2 separate regions of the Arachis hypogaea genome follow, and region 1 is linked to region 2. Evidence: chromatin contacts called from public Hi-C data. All regions are on one chromosome and are shown on one strand. Each heading gives the region's core, a stretch centred on a gene start, on an enhancer-like site or on the middle of the called end of the contact. The rest is flanking DNA. Distances are from core to core; before and after follow the strand shown.

Region 1 (3,935 bases), core at 924-3,423, 51 kb after region 2:
ATTTAAAAATAATCTTAAATAGAACTGCCCTCTATTTAAACAATTTCTTGTTTTATTTGTTTTGTTTTCTTTTGTTTAGTTTATTTCCGTCGCTAAAAAAAAACTACTGACCAAATTTAAAGGAAGTACTGTCCAGCCTCTTTAAGAAACTATATAAACACATTATCCCTGGGGGCTACGACTTTAATAATTTGCAGCAAAGTATGTTATGTTTACGAAAGTTATTACACAATGTCAAATGAACAATCACCATGCATCTAAGAAATAGTACAAGCAGAATCACGTCAAAAATAAATAATAAATAAATAAATAAATAAAATACAAGCATGATAAGGATGAAAGTCAATTAGTTTCATGCCACGTCGAGTATATAGAATTTCTTAGCATAGTAACTTCAACATTTATTTATTTATTAAATATCAAAAGGAAAAAAAATAAATATTAAAAGAATAAGAGCTATAATAAAATTATTTTTTATTTCGAATGTACGTTATATTTAAAATGTTTTAAATATGTAACCCTACCAAAAAATTAAAAGCATTAAATTTTAAAGGAATGATTGAGGCATGAGGGCCGCATGATCAAATAAATTTGTTTTTGCTTTTGTCCTCAATTGCAGACAATCGTCCCCATGCCACATACCTTATCAACCTCAACAATTTTATTTGTTCTCCACATACTCTATCTCAGTTTGGGTCTTACCTAATAACAATAATAATTCTAACAAAAAATGTCACATGTACATTATCTTTATATATACTTTCTTTTATATATCTCCTGTTTTAGTGTTTTCAGTGTTAGAAATATTTAATGAGAAATAAGAGAAGATAAAGAAATTAAAAATTACTATATACATTTCTTTGTTTTTTTTACATATTTTATTTTTATATTAAAAATTATTTATAAATAAAACTGAAAAAATATAAAGAATTCATCTTTTATATTATAAAAAGATGATATCTACTCTAATAAAAATATCAAAAATATCTTTTTATAAAAATATTTGTTTAGCCACAGCCTTCACGATATTAACACGTTCTCCGTTTTAGAAAAAAGTTAGTAAATTTTTTTTTATTTATTAAAAATCGTTTAACAAAAACTTCCAATCAATAATAATCATATAATTAATAATAAATTATGTTTTCTTATATTATTTACTTATAATATTTACTTATGTATTATTTATTTATGGACCAATCAACTTATTTTATTAACAGGTAAAATTATTTTATTTTATAATTCATATATTAAATTATATTTTAAATAATATAATTAAAAATATTTAAAATTAATTATCCTCTCTTTCTCTAGTTTTAAAGATATTAATTACACTCTTTCTCTCTAATTTCAAACACATTAATTATATATATTCTCTTTTTAATTTTTGTAGTCTAATTCTGGCTATTTATTATGTCTATAATTAAATGCTCTTATTTTTTATATAAGAACATCTTTTTCACTAGATACTATATATATATATAGAGCGAGAGAGAAGTATACACAAAATGTCGAAAATAAAGTAGTGTAATTGTCATTTTTTTCCCCTTAGATTTTGTACCTTAGCCTTTTCTTTTTCTTTTCTTTTTTTACAGAATTATTGTAATCACAATTTTAGAATGTTTAATTCATATTCAATTATTGAAAAAATGATACATCTCTTTTACTAATTTTTTTATGTCATTTACCACTATCATACATAAAAGAAATTGGAAAAATGTGATGCACAATTTTTTTACTTTTATATTATAATCATAAAAAAATTTGTATTCCTAATATTTAAATTCATGAGCATTTAATAAAATTTATATGTTATTATTGATGCATATTTAATCAATAAAATAATAAATTAATAAACTTGTTAATGTTTAATATGATAAAGGTTATTAATGGGATAAGATTTGAATTAATAAACTCTCATATGCGCAGGCGCAGCAGCATCCCATTATCAATGTCGTTTTCTTTTTTTCTTTTTTTTCATTACACAACTCACATACACTATTTTTATATCTGTAATGGGAAGTTTTGGAAGTCTATTCTGACTTGAAAGGTATGATCATAAAAGGCCAAAAAATTAAAAACGAGTAACCACACTAACCCAAAAGGCCCAGGCTACATACAATGTATTCTAAAAAACAGGCTGTTTCTGTACTGGAAGAAACTTTGTGGGTTCTGGGTTTTCGGTCATTTAAGGTTGTTGGTTTTGTTTTGGGTCTGAGAAAGGTTACTCTTATATGTTTGAGAAGCCTAGAGTTGGACTGGATTTGAAATGATATGGGCCTAAGATTTCAACCAATGAAACCCAAAAATATTGCCAAACCTCTCGTTATGAGGAGAGTTCCTGAGAGAGTTCCTTATCACTACGGCAACGTGTGGTCTTATTCCAGTAGAAGGTAGAGTAAGAACCATTAAGAAGAAGCAACAATCGGAAAGCACAACTTGGTGGGAAGATTGTCACGAGCCAATTAAAAAAAATGGAATTAGAGGATGACCAAGCAATGAGGGGCAAACTTGACACTGAATACAAGATAAATTCTGTTATGCAAAAGAGATACTTGGCAGCAGATGCGGTTGAGCAGCTGAGGAGAGGCAGCAGAAAAAAATGCTCTAATACTCGGCTGCGTGACTATGTTTGTTAGACCACTTTTGGTAATTTAACTTCTCTCTCTCCCCTGTCACCTCTGTATCTCCTCTGGCAATATTTTTTCCTTCTTTCCTTACTTACATTCTCTAATCTTATCTTCCTCACTCAGGTACAATTTGCACACGGTTGAAGGCACTGATTCGAGTATCATCACACCCCTTTATTATTCTTATTCCTTACTTAATATACTTCCCTTTCATAGACTTTTGTACTGGTTCTGCATTATTTCTTGGTTTTTATACCTGTTGCTCTCATATATATATTGATATCCAAAGAGAAAATTTCTACCTCTTTCATTTGGTGCTTTCGTTGAGAGACATGGCAGAAGACACGAGGTTTAAAAAGGTAGAAGCTGATATTAAAACGTTGTATGAGCTTGTTGAGAAAAATGCAGAAGCTCATCGAGCTGAGGTTGCGAGGAACAATGAGGAAATGCGTTTGAGAATGGAGACGATGCATAACTCTATTATGCAGGTGCTCCAAAAGCAGCCTATTAATACAAGCCAAGAAACTGATCCTCACACGGAGTTTAGCCATGGCTCTCATTTCAGTCATGGGGGTGGTTTTCACAATCATCAACCTCACTTTAGAAAACCAAAATTCGACCTACCCAAATTTGACGGTTCAGATGCGTTGGGATGGATCTTCTCTGTGGACCAGTATTTTGACTTCTATCGGGTGCCTGAGGAAGAACAAGTTACAATTACAGGAATGCACATAGTGGGACCTACCATCCCTTGGTTTCAAATGGCTCAATGTTCATTACCATTCCACTCTTGGAATGAGTTGCGTCAAGCAATCGAACAACAGTTTGGCCCGTCTTTGTTCGATTCTCCACGAGAATCATTGTTCAAGCTGATGCAGAAAGGCTCGGTAGCAGAATACTACGCAGAAATTGTGTCCTTGGCTAATAGGACCAATCTTGAGCCTCCGAATGCTCTAAGAGACTGTTTCATCGGTGGCTTACGTATGGACATTAAATGTGAGGTAAAATCTCAGTGCCCTCCCTCATTAATTAGAGCTGTGAGCTTAGCTAGATTATATGAAGACAAATTTTCATCATCTTTTCGAAATTCACAAGGCCCAAACACTTACCGTAACCAAACAATCCATTCAAATTAAACCCTTCAAACAAGCCCTGGACAACAAAATAAGCCTGCCCTTCCCCGCCAAACATTACCACCCTTGCTACCCACTCCAGCCACTAAACCTGCCATAAATTCCAACAGAAACCAAGTTAAGCGCCTCACGACAGCTGAGCAACAAATGAGAAGAGAAAAAGGTTTATGCTACT
Region 2 (3,896 bases), core at 1,091-3,590:
ACTATAAAGTTAAAAATTTCATTCACAAAAATTGTTTAGATTTGAGGATTAATATTGTTATTTTCATTATTATATACGAAAACAGAAAAAAAAATAATTAATAGATTTTCTATATCATCAAAACAAGATTACAAAAATTAGTTGAGGATTTTTTTTATTGATTCCCTTGTAATATAATATATATTTTTGTTCTTGTTCTGTTCATTACTCAAAACTAGTGCTTCACACTCAATACATTGAACAAACTCTTATTCTTTCTTCTTTCAATTCAAATGCTGAGTCCAAGTTGCCTTGTCTGGCCCCTTTCTTTTAACTCCTTATCTTGGCTTGTCCACCACCAATAATTACTTTGATGCTTCTTCTCTTGATTTGTCACTTCTCATTTGGGCTAATGAAAGGCTACTGAAAATAAAGATGCCACCATCCACTAGTTATTTATGCATTATGTATATATATATAGAGATATATATTCTTTGAAAGTTCAGCAACTTTCTTTTTGTTGAATCCAATCGGTAAAGGCATTAAGGGTGTTCATGTCAGCTCTATAGTACTTTTGAGTGAACTCAAGGAGCATAGGCCATGTAAAATCAGGGTACACCCTTGGACTAAAATCATCATCCACTAATTCTCTTGGTGGACTCACCACCTTATCGTTTCTTGGACACAAAAAGAAAGCAAGTGATTTCCTTGTTGTCTTGTTGTTCACCACTGCTCTATGCAAACAACTCTTGTATTTTCCATTTGAAAGCGCCTACACAAACATTAATAAACTATAAGAAACTCGTATAAAATACAATTATACTACGTGTATACAGTTAATAATTTAATAATTATCTTAGTTTAATTTAGTAAATTGATATAAGATTTGGTTTAACTACTTTATAATAGTATGTTTAACTCTTTTGGTATATTACAAAAAGTATTATTTTGAATTGGAAATAATATTATTTACCTATCACTATTTACTAATAATGAATATAATTAGTGGCAAAAGAAAAAAAACAGAACAAAGCTGATTGTTTGGTAAAAGTGCATGAAACATACATACCATGAAGGTGTCTCCGATATTGACGACAAAAGCATTGAAATTTGGGGTAATGGAATGCCACTCGTTATCAACAAACACTTGCAAGCCACCAACTTGGTCTTGGTGAAGAATGGTTAAAGATGTTGGATCACAATGAGGTCCAGTTCCTAATGTTTGGTCTGGTTTTTGACATGGTGGATAATAGTTCAACCTCATTATTGACCTATTCTCTTCAAAGAATTCCCGGAAGCATTCTTTTCCAACTCCAAGGCTCATTCCAAGAAGCTCCATTATCCCCAGTGAAAGTTTGCTCATAGCTTCACAGTAATCTTGGTATATTGACCTGTTCCACATTTAGAACAATAAGAATATTACAAAACAGAGAAGAAAAAGAGTAAGTTAACTTGTTCTTGATCTTATTACTTTATTATTACCCGAATTGTTCGAATTCTTTGCCCATTGTGTTGGATAAGTATTCCTTGACAATCTTTGGTGAGTTTTTCTCTGCGGAGAATTGAAAAGAGAGTGTCTCCTTCCATGGAAGCTTTGATGAGAATCTGCCAGTGAAGCTACTAGCATAGCCGCAGTGTTCCCCTGTTTTCCTCTGAGCTCTCTGTTTCTCAGACAGGGGAAGCTCAAAGAAATCATCCATGTAGCTATGTGCATTAGAGATCAAGTCGGCGTTGATCCCGTGGTTGACGACGAGGAAGAAGCCATGCTTCTTGCATGCCTCCCCAACGAGCCTGACGGCTTCCATTGTGGCGGCCGGGTCGCCAGACAAGAAGCCGCCTAGATCGATGAGGGGGATGACAAGCTTGGATACTTGCAAGCTTGGCTTCTCCTCGTCAGGCCAAATGAATTGGCTTGGGATTTGGTGTTGATGCCTCAAGATTGAGGCATCAAACACCAATGGTGTTGTCTCACTTTCTTTGTTGTTGTTTTGGTGTGGTTGAGTCATGGATTGAGTACTTGTTATGCACTCCATTGCCATTTCATTAACCAAGGAAAAAGTATAGCTATATTTATATTCCAAATTCGAAATTTTTAAAAATGTTGAAAGAAAGAAATGGTTTGTGAGAGGGGATGAAGGAAAAGCCAAGGCCGCTTATTGGGGAAATCACACAACACAAGTTCGAATCTTTATATAGGCAGAGGGCATTCTCTCTCTCTCTCTCTCAGTTGTGTAGACACAATTGGACAATTGGTGAAACTCACTCAATACTGTAAGCACCACTTCCATACAAACAGTAATATTCTCTTCAAAAAATAACATCAATTTTGTTAGGATACTCCTTGTGATTAGAAAAGTAAAAAAATTTATAATTAAAAAATATTAATTATTTATATATTATATTCACATGGATATATTTTTATGTAAATAATTAATTAAAATATTAAATTTTTCCAAATATTTTTAAAAAAATTTCATTATTAATTCATAATAATATTTCTGATTTTAGACAGTTATTTGAGTAAGGATTTCTTTTATTATAATCGATATTAATTTGATTCTTTTACTAAGACATTATTAATTAAAAGCAATATGCATTTGATTCTTTGAATACTGAATATGAAAAGATAAGTACATGTATGTTTTTTTTAATGTATTTTGACTAATAAATTCAAATATATGTTAATTAATTTAAATATATGTTATTTAATTTAATTTATTGTTATGTTAATATTTGAGCCGTTGTTAATCAAAACTTCTTCTTTGTTTTCTTTCTTAATCTTAAATATTTTTACTTTAAATTTTAGATTTTTATTCGTTGCTTATATTTTTATTTTACTATCAAATCTAATATGTCAATTTATATTTTTTTGTAATTTATTTTTTAATAGTTATATGTCCACCAACACTTATATAATCGTAGATATTTCTTCAATTTGTAAAAAAAAAAACACAATTTTTTCGTTTCCTTTTATTTTATCTATTTTTTGTATTTTATAATTTGTTTATTGTAAAAAATCATATATATTAAAAGAGAATCTTATTATTTTTACTAATTACTCTTTTATTCAGTAATACTTTTTTTTTCCTATGATGTGTTATTTATATTCTTTGATTTTTTATAAACTATAAAATATTATTATTTATTATTGCATTCTATCTTTTTTATTTTTTATTTTATTTCTGTTAATTTAAGTTTTTATAATTTTTTAGAATAAAGTGACAAATAAGTTTTTAAAGATTTACGCTTCGAACATATTAATCTTTAAAAAAATACCAATAAAATTCTCAAGAATAGCAGACATGGACAAGTTATATTCAAATTAAGACCTTCAACCATCATTATAGGAATTAATTTGGAGGTAGTGTATCCATATCTGTTATCGTAGAAAACTTTACTGGTACTTTTTTTCTTTATATGCTAATTTGTCTAAATTATAAAATACTCAGAGATTTATTTGTCACTTTATTCAATTTTTATTATAAATTTTATCATTTTTATTCCATATAAATTAATTTATCATAACTCTTCACACGTTGAAACTTCTCAATGTTTAAGTTATATTCTTTATGTGCTTATTTTAATTTGAGAAATTGAGTGATAAAATAACATTCATAAAAATTGTATTTATGCATAAAAGATAAGTATAAATTGTATCCTATATTCTCTTAATAAAATTTTTATTATCTATCTTAAAATAAAAAAAATATTATAAATTATTTTGGATCAATAAATCAGTCATTGTTATGATAAGATATTATGCATTTATCTTATCTTTAACAATTTTGGTAAATATTTAAACTAACAAAAAAAAATATGTTGGTAAGTTTTAACAAATACCAATATTTCTCGTATTACTTTAATTTTAAGAATGAATATGATATTAGAATATAAAATAATTCTAGATAAATTTTAAT

Evidence for each region. Hi-C and Micro-C count contacts between places; a contact is called where the count stands out from the background.
Region 1: a Hi-C map of leaf shows a contact between it and region 2, with 3 times the contacts expected there. The contact joins the enhancer-like site here to the promoter of LOC112802766 in region 2. A contact is called at or near these places in 3 of 8 Hi-C or Micro-C datasets (leaf and an unstated tissue).

Annotation. Positions count from the first base shown.
Region 1 is chr5:111,858,713-111,862,647 of arahy.Tifrunner.gnm2.J5K5, forward strand. No RefSeq gene overlaps it. Among protein-coding and RNA genes, the nearest start is that of LOC112802767, 11 kb to the right of the region's middle. Within about 2 kb of position 2,174, at least 3 of the 3 cell types and tissues checked have open chromatin away from gene starts, as enhancers often do.
Region 2 is chr5:111,807,378-111,811,273 of arahy.Tifrunner.gnm2.J5K5, forward strand. It overlaps LOC112802766 (gibberellin 20 oxidase 1), which reads right to left and starts at 2,341. Exons shown (of 3, transcript XM_025846106.3): 1 at 1,462-2,341; 2 at 1,049-1,370; 3 at 95-751. The coding sequence starts at 2,018. The coding sequence ends at 482.